2 separate regions of the Rattus norvegicus genome follow, and region 1 is linked to region 2. The links are chromatin contacts, called in public Hi-C maps. All regions are on one chromosome and are shown on one strand. Each heading gives the region's core, a stretch centred on a gene start, on an enhancer-like site or on the middle of the called end of the contact. The rest is flanking DNA. Distances are from core to core; before and after follow the strand shown.

Evidence for each region. A called contact is a pair of places that touch in the nucleus more often than the background predicts.
Region 1: a contact with region 2 is called in a Hi-C map of frontal cortex, with 2.3 times the contacts expected there. The contact joins the promoter of Septin11 here to the enhancer-like site in region 2. A contact is called at or near these places in 3 of 12 Hi-C or Micro-C datasets (frontal cortex, kidney and prefrontal cortex) and 1 of 1 datasets of contacts at active chromatin or transcription factors (oligodendrocytes).

Annotation. Positions count from the first base shown.
Region 1 is chr14:15,273,517-15,278,331 of GRCr8, forward strand. Septin11 (septin 11) reads right to left here and starts at 1,684. Exons shown (of 11, transcript NM_001107208.3): 1 at 1,525-1,684. The coding sequence starts at 1,551.
Region 2 is chr14:15,231,009-15,236,114 of GRCr8, forward strand. The region is part of intron 1 of Septin11 (septin 11); the gene reads right to left. Among named protein-coding and RNA genes, the nearest start is that of Septin11, 42 kb to the right of the region's middle. Within about 2 kb of position 2,658, at least 23 of the 93 cell types and tissues checked have an H3K27ac peak or open chromatin away from gene starts, as enhancers often do.

The DNA.
Region 1 (4,815 bases), core at 434-2,933, 42 kb after region 2:
AAATTCCCTCAGTAATGACAGCCTCCGACCAATTAACAAGGGCATAATTTGTGTGGTGAAGAGGAAGACAAAATTCTTAAGGATGTATCATTTAACAGAGTTTGGAAGGCCTAAAAAGACTCACAGTAACACTTGATAATGCCCAGTGAACATGTTCTGATTGTAGGGTAAAGTCTTTCAAAGCGCCTCAAACTGCAGCAGAAAAGGCAACTACAGATGTTGCAAAGAGTGACCCCATGAACTTCCTGCTGGGCTAAGACTCCTCAGGGGTGCAGAAGGTGGTGGTGTGTGAAGAGGTGTAAGGGGGTGGGGGAGCCAAGAAACTCAGCATCTGGGGTTTGGCAACTTTCAATATCTAAGATTTTCTCTATAGCTGCAAAATATTAGGCCACCACCTGAAGCTAGCTGTAAAGTTTGAAAAGGAAAATTAAAAAAAAAAAAAAGAAGATGATGAGGTACTAGCCAGGAAAGACCTCCACCGAAGTCGCCCCAAGGGCAGACCAGGCAAAGTGGGCTATGAACGTTGACAAAGAAAACCAGAGAGAAGAGGACTCCGCCTTTCCCACTGGGCTTGGCTCCTTTCAGTAAAAAGGAAAGGCGGGTGCCGCCGCCACCGCCCCTTCCCTCCTTTTCACCCGAGGTTGGGGAGCAGACCCTAAACTACATCCTCAAAGTCCCACTCGCTCTGGCTGGCTCCGGAGTTGGAAACCCGGAGTCTATACCCGCAGATGCACAGCCCGTGGCGCGTACCCCCGCCCAGAGTCCGGAGAGGAGCATCCCCTCCCTGACTTCGGGTGCTGGGGCACTCCTCCAGGCACCCACCCTCCCTTCCTCTTCCCGGAGCCCCGCATTCAGCACTGCCGCCCCCGGCCTGCCAGTCGCAGAGTATTTCAGGACTTCCACCCACCCCCAAAGGGAGCCCTTTGAAAACTTTGTGTGTGTGCCTAGGGCTTTGTCCACATCCTGGGCAGGGCCCGGTCACCCGGGTGGGCGCCTGAGGGTGTCCGGAATTTCACAATGCACCGGGGGGTAAGCCACCACGGAAATCCCACCCCTTTGACCCGCTTCTACAGCCCTGTGACACAGCGCTTCAGCTCCCAATTCTCATGCCCCGATCGCCCCCAGGGCGCGGGAGAACCGCGAGGAAACCCTCCTCAGTCAGCGCCTTCCTCCACTGTCACCAGCTAAGCGTTGTGCGCCGGGAAGAGAGGTTAGCTGGGGAAAGCAGCAGCTCAGGCAAACCCCTTCTAAGGGCGCCTCACGGAAGGGTCCTTTTCCTCCCACATCCCTGAAACAGGGGCGCGCCAAGGCAATCTAATGTTGCATCAGGTAGGCTCTCAGCCTGTGGGCTCCCCAAGCTCCCCTCCGCCCCAGACGCGCGCCCAAATTCATGCACACACCCACAGCCCCATCAGCCACCACCCAGAGCCCCCCTCCTGGTCCCCGCAAGTCTCCACCAGCACGCGCCCCGAAACAGAGCCCACCCGACGCCCTGGGATCAGCGTGCGAGGGCCCACGACTTACACTCGGTCTCCCCACCGCCACGGCCATCGCGACTGTGGCTCTGGCTGCGCCCGGCTGCTCTTCACCGACACTGGCTGCTGCTGGTGCTCCGGCTCCCGCTGGCCTCCCCCGCGCCTCCCTCGCGGCTGCGCCCTGCTCGCGCCCGGCTCCCGCGCGCCTCCAGCCGCATCTGCTCGCCCGCGCCGCCCCGCCCGCTTTATTCCAGCAACATGGCCTCCCGCCTGGACTCAACCATTACCTGCCCCGGAACGGGGGTGCAGAGAGAGACCTGACCCCAGCGGAGCGGAGGAACGCGGCGGGTGAACCATGATCCTGGTGAGCTGATAGGTTGATAATCTGTGAAGTCAGACACTTTCCCTCCTGTGGCTTTCTTCCGCCCCACTAAAGTGTCCTGTGCCCAGACGCTGCCCGACTCTCCCCCTCCTGCAACACGTGCTGGAGTCCGCGTAAAAGCCTAGGCGCGGAGGTCCCAACCCCGAGCTGCCACGCGCTGCGCGGAGCCGGCACCTGGAGCTGCTATGGGGTGGGGCAGGCAGGCTAGGGGACCACAGGGTGCAGAGTCTGCACCTCTGGAAAGTTATCCTGGTGACACTCCCCATCCAGAGGAGTCCGCTTAGAAGGTTCGGTGGGTAACCTACTAGGGCAGAGCGCACCCCACGAGGAAAGAATTGCCGGTCTGCTGGGCCTTCCATCAGAAAGGAGACTAAACAAGCTGCTGGAAACCGTCGCTGTGGTGTGCGACCGGACTGGGAATCGCTTTCTGAGAGAAAGAGGACTGAGGACGTAGTCGTGAACCCACCACCGGCTACTGGAGGCGGGGGCGGCGGGGGGTTAATTAAAAAAGAAAAAAATCCAGTACCCGCTGGAGAATTTAGGCCGTTTGTGAGCTTTCTCCAGAGCTTTTCCCCACCGTGTTACTGGAGAGGTTACTGGTACGGAGAGGTTAGTAGACGTGTCATTGGATCCCCGAGACAGACCGGATGACCCAGGGACCAGAGGCGTGCAAGCTCAACCCTGGCTGAGGGGTGTGGTGCACAGCGAAGGCGCAAAGCGGGTGACAAGTGGGTGCGATTCACGGCACAGGAAACCTGGAGGACTCCTCCACCATCAAGGATTTTTTTTTCCAGCAAATGTTGGAATATTACTGTATCTGAGTGGCAGGTGAAATGGCGGGTCCTTGTGCATGCATCTGACATAGGCTGAACAGTGAGGGATGTCGTGCGCTGTGGGTGTCTACGCATGGTAGGCCCACGATTACATGAGGATAGCTACTTGATTGAGTTGAGGAAACCAGGTGGGTTGAAGCACAGGGAAAGAGGCAAGGGGAGGGCTGTAATATGAACGTGCCCTGGGAGGAACTGGGGCACATGAGAGTCTGACCTGAGACTTCAAACATCCAAGTTTCTGGAGTCCCACTTTTGGCCACGGGATTCAGACGCTCTGCCCAGCCTTTGGCTGAGGGTAAGTGGCTCTGTAGCATTGGTTCACCCATAACTGATCCTGATGCTGGACTGCTCTGATATGGTGAGTGAGGAGCTAGAAGCCACCTAGAGTGAATCCCACCCTTGGCCGTGAAGCTAGAGAGGAGTGTTGAAAGAGGAGGGGCTCTGACGTCAAGCCTGCTCAGACCTGAACAGCACTACCTTATTCCGGTCACTTTCTGTTCTGTAGATAACTTGTCTTTTGAGAATGGGGACTTCATTTACACCATTACACAGTGAGCAAAAACCCTGTTCAGTTTGTAAGATGTCACTCGAATGAGTGCTATGCAGGAGCGCAAGAATTCCTTTCCTCTGTGACTCTAATTCAGTGCTTTCTGGCTCTTTGGTTGGGGGATGGGTATCAGGGCAGGTGCATATGAATGAGGGTTGTGAATAATTTCTTATTCAAGCTTAAAAACTTTCAAGATTAAAAGGGGAGGCTGGCGATATATATAACTTCAGATGACAACAGGCAGGAACTGTGACTTACTTTCACCCCAGCCATTGTTGCAGATGAACTAGGCTGTTAAGAGGTTGTCATAGTAATAATCGATAGACTATGAACTCAAGAGTGCTTCTTTGCCTTTTGGCGTCTAGCCCACACTGTACATGTTGTACAGAACTATCCTCCAGGCCAAACAACGGCCATCTTGGTGCAAATGAGCTGTGGCTGCTGACTCCTTACCTTGCTCAGAGTGTGGAGTGAGGCTCAGGAGCCCCTCACTGGGTATCCAGCCACCTACTACCACATTTCCTGTATACCTCTGCCTTAGCTGCACTTTGTCCCCAGGAAGGGCTACAGTGTAAAAGCTGAGGAGACTAGGAAAGGGGGGAATCCATCTATATGACTATTGGAAAGCCTCCATCCCTGCTGGGTGATGTCAGTTTTAGTGTGGCCTCTAAGAAGAGAGTACTTCCCCTCACTAAGTAACTTCTCATCTGTGATCTAAGAAGCCCAATGAACTCATTGGTTTCCAGAGTGAACATTGGTTGCATGGTGCCTCCGTTTGTTTGTGGACCCTAGGAGGAAGGGTAGATGCTGCTAATGCGTCTCCCAGGGAAAGAATTTGGGCAACATTGCGATACTCAATAAAGTTGAATGATGAATTCATGTTTACATATTCTATAAATGTTGAGTGGAACTAGAGACTAAGGCTATGAACAATCAACTATTGCCATAGGAAGAATTTAGTACCTGATCCTGAGGGCAGTGAAAAAAGCCCAAGGGGTTAGCAAGCATAGAAGTGACTTCAATTTTTCATTTTAGAAAAGATATATAATAAATGTGTAACATTGTTCCTCATGTAAGATCAATGCCCCTTTTTAGTGGGACCCCTGATTATTTGGAGAGATTTTCAAGTGAATGTTGTACCTTGGTAGAAAGTAACTCTCTTATTAAAGGTTCCTGAAGACACAACATCCATCAGACCCTCATTTTATTCCCTTAGTGCCCTCAAGAATACATGAAGTAAAGACAAAACCTTTGCATTCTAGGTTTATTCTTAGTTTTTAGGTAAGTTGTCTAGGTTGTTTCTCTATCTTTCCCCTTTCCTTTAAAAAAAAATCTAATGTAAGAGTGCTTTAACCACACTACAAGAAAGAGATACATTAAAAAAGCACAAAACATAGGATAAGAACAATTATCAAACAGATACAGTGAGAAAAAGATACAGTAAGAAACAGATACAATGAGAAAGATACAAAACAGATACAATGAGAAAGACACAAAACAGATACAAGAAGATAAAGTATGAAACAGGGAGGCTGGGCATGGTGACAGACCTTTAATCCCAGCCTCGTCTATATAGCC
Region 2 (5,106 bases), core at 1,408-3,907:
TGGTGACTTCTACAACAACGGAAATAAACTCCCTCTCCTCACCCTTCCCGACACTGGCCTTTTAATCCACTCTCTAAGAAATGCATGGCCTAGAGGGCCACATTTCAAAGAGCCTCCTTTCTTCCCATCATCAACACAACCACTCATCTGGAAATGGCTTCCAATTTCATCCACATTACTCAGTCGGTAGCCTGACTTCTGGTACTTCTCTTCCATTTCCCTATCTGTACTGCAAAGTGATATGACTCTGACATCCTGCCATCTCGTTCCTAACTTATACTTCCCAGAGTTTCCTGTTTCTATTAGTGGGATTTCCCTGCCATGGAGACCTCTACTCCCACTCTCAATTCTCAAGTCTTACTGATGTGATTCACTTCCTAACTCACGGCCCCACCTCCTGGGCCTTGATTCTACCTGTTCTTCTCTACCCTGATGCTAGAGGAGTCTCAGGACCCAGTGGTTCCCTCCAAAGTCCCTACTATCTCAAGGCTGTCCGAATCCCCATTCTTCCTGGATCTTCTACTTCTCACCCAGAAGCACTTGACACCTTCAGAGCCTGAGACAAGCCTAGGAACTGTCCTGCTAGATAACAGTGATTCCCATTTCCTGTGATCTGCAAGGGCCTTGTATCCAATGGCTATAGCTTGTATCCAATGCCTCCACTGTATCCAATGTCTATACCTTAGGGACTCCACTGTATCCAATGGCTATACCTTAGGGACTCCACTGTATCCAATGGCTATAGCTTGTATCCAATGCCTCCACTGTATCCAATGGCTATACCTTAGGGACTCCACTGAAACATTACTATCAATTTTATCTTTATTATGAAATCTCGGGGAATGCGGAATAAACATCCCCCTTTCCAATAAAAAGAAATTGCTGACACTCTCTGACCATCATGACTAATAGATCATGGCATCTAAAGTTCTGGAAGTGCCCTCAACAGAAGCAAGCTGATGCTATTTTCTTAACAACTGCATAAAGTAGCTGTCTGTGATCACCCAAGTTCAACTTATAAACGAGGAAACGGAGGCACAGAAAAGTTAGTCATTTACCTAGGGTTGCATAGCTACTGCAGCTGAGAGGGCAGAGATTTGAAGACAAGGAGTCAGCATCTAGAGCCAGAGACCATGTACTTAGCCTAGGCTAATGTGGGATGATCTATGCTGCTTCCAGGTCCTGGACACAGTAACACTTCAGCTACTAGAGACTTCCAGTATGCTGAAAGAAAGAAAGAAAGAAAGAAAGAAAGAAAGAAAGAAAGAAAGAAAGAAAGAAAGAGGGAGGGAGGGAGAGAAGGAAGGAAGGAAGGAAGGAAGAAAGGAAGGAAGAAAGAAAGGAAGACAGACAGACAGACAGCCTCCCTCAAGGGCAGAAACTGAGGCTCAGAATGGGCAATGTGCTCCTGGTATATCTTCACTGCCCTGGCAATGCCAACACACTCTTATTTCTGCAGTCATGGCACATGAAGGGTATAATAGAAGACTTGGTTTTAACCATTTTGGAAACAAAAGTAGCAACACGAAGCTACTAAGTAAGTGACCAGAAGACCTTAATTGTGTAATGTTCCCCCTTTTTAATCTGTCTGCTGAAGGCTTCTTACTGAACCAATCCCACAGCCCACTGCATCTCGACTGGACCTGTGACTGAACTTGAACTGTACAAAACAGCCAGTTTTAATTGGACTGTTTCATTTTTCTCTTCTCAGAACATGTCTTCTTGGGGATAATTGCTTGTTCCCCTAAAAAGGCTACTAAAATCACTAAAGTAGAAGTGTGTTGATTCTGTTATTCATTGGTAAACATTGTTTTCTACCCTAAGAAGTTTTACAACATAGTCGTGAAGACAGGTCCTACTAACTGTACTATTGAGGATATAAGTGATAAACACCATCTTAACAGAGGGACATGGGAAAGGGGAAGTAGCTTTTGACTGTTGAAATTCAGGGTACCACTGGAGTTCCCCGAGATATATTAGTGAAGCAAGGGTACAGATTGCAGGGGTATTTCTAGTTAAAAGGTACCCGTGTCTAAGAGGTCTCTTGGCAATGAATGTATACCCTGAAGTTCATAATCTGAAAGGATTTAAAAGAAGCCAAGCTGACTTCATTATTGAGACCATTATAAGACAGCTTATATAAGAATGCGTGTCAACACCTAGTTCTAAATGCCCCTCTAAACTGTGCTCCACAGGTCAACGTCGTACTTAAGCAGAGTAGGAGAACAGAAAACCCAGAGCAGACAGACCTGGGTTTGAATCCCCACTTTGTTTCCTACTTGCTTTCGGTCTTTGTTCCATCACCAATAAAAAACTCGGCATTTGGCAGGGTTGCAGTTAATGGTCCTTAGGAAACATGAGTTTCCTTTCCCCCAGTGAGGCGAGAGGAAGGGACAGCTCCGATTCTAAAATCTGAAATGAATTAGTTCCGTGACTGCAGCGAGACACGGAAGGCAGGGGAAACTGATCCGTAACACTCTCGGACAAAACAATAAATTAAAACCGCCCTGAGAAGGGCAGAGTAAGCGAACGGAAGGTAGGAGAACGCCTGAGGGCTCCGGCATGGAAAACAATCCACCTTCATACAGCAGGCTCAGTTACAGAGCTGAAAGAACACAGAGAATGCATTCCTGTTTGCAGAATCAACTTTTCACAGCATCAGCAGCCTCCAAGGCTGGAAACCATTCTGCATTCCCCACCCTCACTCTGGCTTCTATTTTAATCCATGCCAGACTCTCGAAATTAACGAGCTTGATGCACCCAGATGGGCTCTATTCTCCACAGTCCAAGTGATACCCACTTATTTTGCTTTAAAAACCAAACTGTTCAGCATCAGGTGTGGTTAGTAAAATAGCCTATACCCTCTGATCCTTATCAGGGGGGGCGGAAGCAAGAGAGCACATCGCCATGGCAACGTTTCGTTATCATGAAAACAGATTAAAACTGTGAAAGCAAGATAATTTTTACCTTTAAGGTCAAGAAGGGCTTCCTCATCTCACATATATATTTTTTTTAATTTGACATATGATTTATGTGTGCAGATAAGTGTTGGAGATTTTGTGTTCAAGATGCAGTTACTACATTCGTGTCATAGCCTCGGCATGTGCACAGTAAATCATAGTGATCCAAGATACTTAATCCGGAGGCTTAATCTTTTTCATCTGTAAAGTGATGTGATTTAGCCAAAGACCCCTCTAAGTAAAGTCTCTGGTCCATTCGCCAATTCTAAGTTTTCTTTTGTCTGGAAATCAGAGATGCCTAAGTCCACAGCTGTCACTTGCTTAAGGAATGGCAACATGGGAGATACTCCAGTTAAACAGCTCTGATTGCCGATCAAGACAACTTCTTTACAAGATGTGTCAGTTGGAGAGTTTGAGTCAGCCTCAGAACTACGGCCAGTAGTGATTGTGTTTGTGTGTGAGCATGCACATGCGCACAAGCTTAACTTTTCATTTCTACTTATCCCACAATAATCACTTAGTCAGAATTAGACCTCAGGCATGATGGAGGGAGAGGGAAGAAGGATAAGAAGAGAGAGAAAGGGGAAGGAGGAGGAGGAAGAGGAGGAAGAAGATGAAGGAGAAGGGAGGGAGAAGCAGGGACGAAGGGGAAAGAATGTTCCCACCTCCTTCACAATTGTCCTGCTGCAATTGTCCCTTCTTCTTTTTTTTTTTTTTTTTTTTTTTTTTGGTTCTTTTTTTTCCGGAGCTGGGGACCGAACCCAGGGCCTTGCGCTTCCTAGGTAAGCGCTCTACCACTGAGCTAAATCCCCAGCCCCGCAATTGTCCCTTCTAACGTTTCCTGTGTCTTCGGTCTTTCACAAAAGTTTTGAAAAGGACCCCAGTTGCTCTTGTGTGAGTCAGTTATTTGTTGTCAGGGGTCAAAGTGAACCTTTACTAAGGTTTTTATTCACCCTGTGGAATGACATGTGCTAGCCACCATGCTAAACACTAAGCGAAGAGTCCAAAGCGCTCCCATCCCATGGAATGTGTCAGGCAAGAGAAGCCGGCTGAACAGCCACAAAGGTACAACACACTAAGTCCTACTGTGTGTGCACAGCCCTTGCTAAGAGCCACCGTCCTGCTGGTGAGAAAACAGCACCTGGAACTGTGGAGCAGTGGTGGGGAACCCTGAGTCAGTCAAAAAGCTGAAAATAACCGATGCTTTGCAACTTTGTAACTCATGTAATTAGACTTCAAGTAAACTCGCCATATGCAGAACCATGCACAAGTACCCAAGTATTTCTGAATACTCATCAAGCCGTTAACTCTATGGTGGTATGATGGATGAGGCACAGAGGGAGCCACAGGACAGCATGAATGGAAAGACACACCCCTTTGCTGTCTCTCCTTACCCCCACCCCCACCCCGGGAAGCCACTCCTGTTGGGAAGAGGAGGGGCGCTTTTCATTTTAGGGAGTTTCTGTTGGGACTCCCTGTTACAGGAGGACCCAGACCACCCCGCTGAAGAGAAAATGCAGATTCTCATGCAAAATCTGACAAAGCCACCGCTCAATACCTGAAGAAATCCTGACCTCACAAACTATCCCCCAAGAGCTGAGTTTCCCCCAAGTTTTCTAATTGATCATTTCTGTAAACACAAACCCTTCCCAACTATAATCTAGAGAGAAGTGAATTGGTCTCCCACTCTCTTTAAAAGGTAAGATGGGTGTGAAGATGGGAACTGCCCTCAGTTCCCAAAAGAAAGGGAAAGCAAAAGAATGCAAATTATGGACCCAAACCACAACTATGAAGCCCACAAGGAATCCTTTCAGGATGAGGCATTACTGGGGCGACTTTCAAACTATGAAATGTCTCAAGCATTTCATTACCAGTGAGGGTCACATTCTTTAAGGATGATCTGGACAACATTTGCAAGTCTGCTTGTCATCTATACCATGAAATCCAAAGGCCGGAGCCAAGAAAATCCTCAGGGGAAACTGTTCCTCACACACAGCAGAAGGGAGCCAGAGAGAAGAGGGGAATTTGGGAAGAAAATTATGTTGGGTTCTCTTCCTAGCCAGCTAGAGCTGGGACTGAGAAAGGGGGTGTCCAGGGCCAGCTCCCCGGTCACAGAGCAGGTGGATCAGCAGTAAATAGCTTCAGG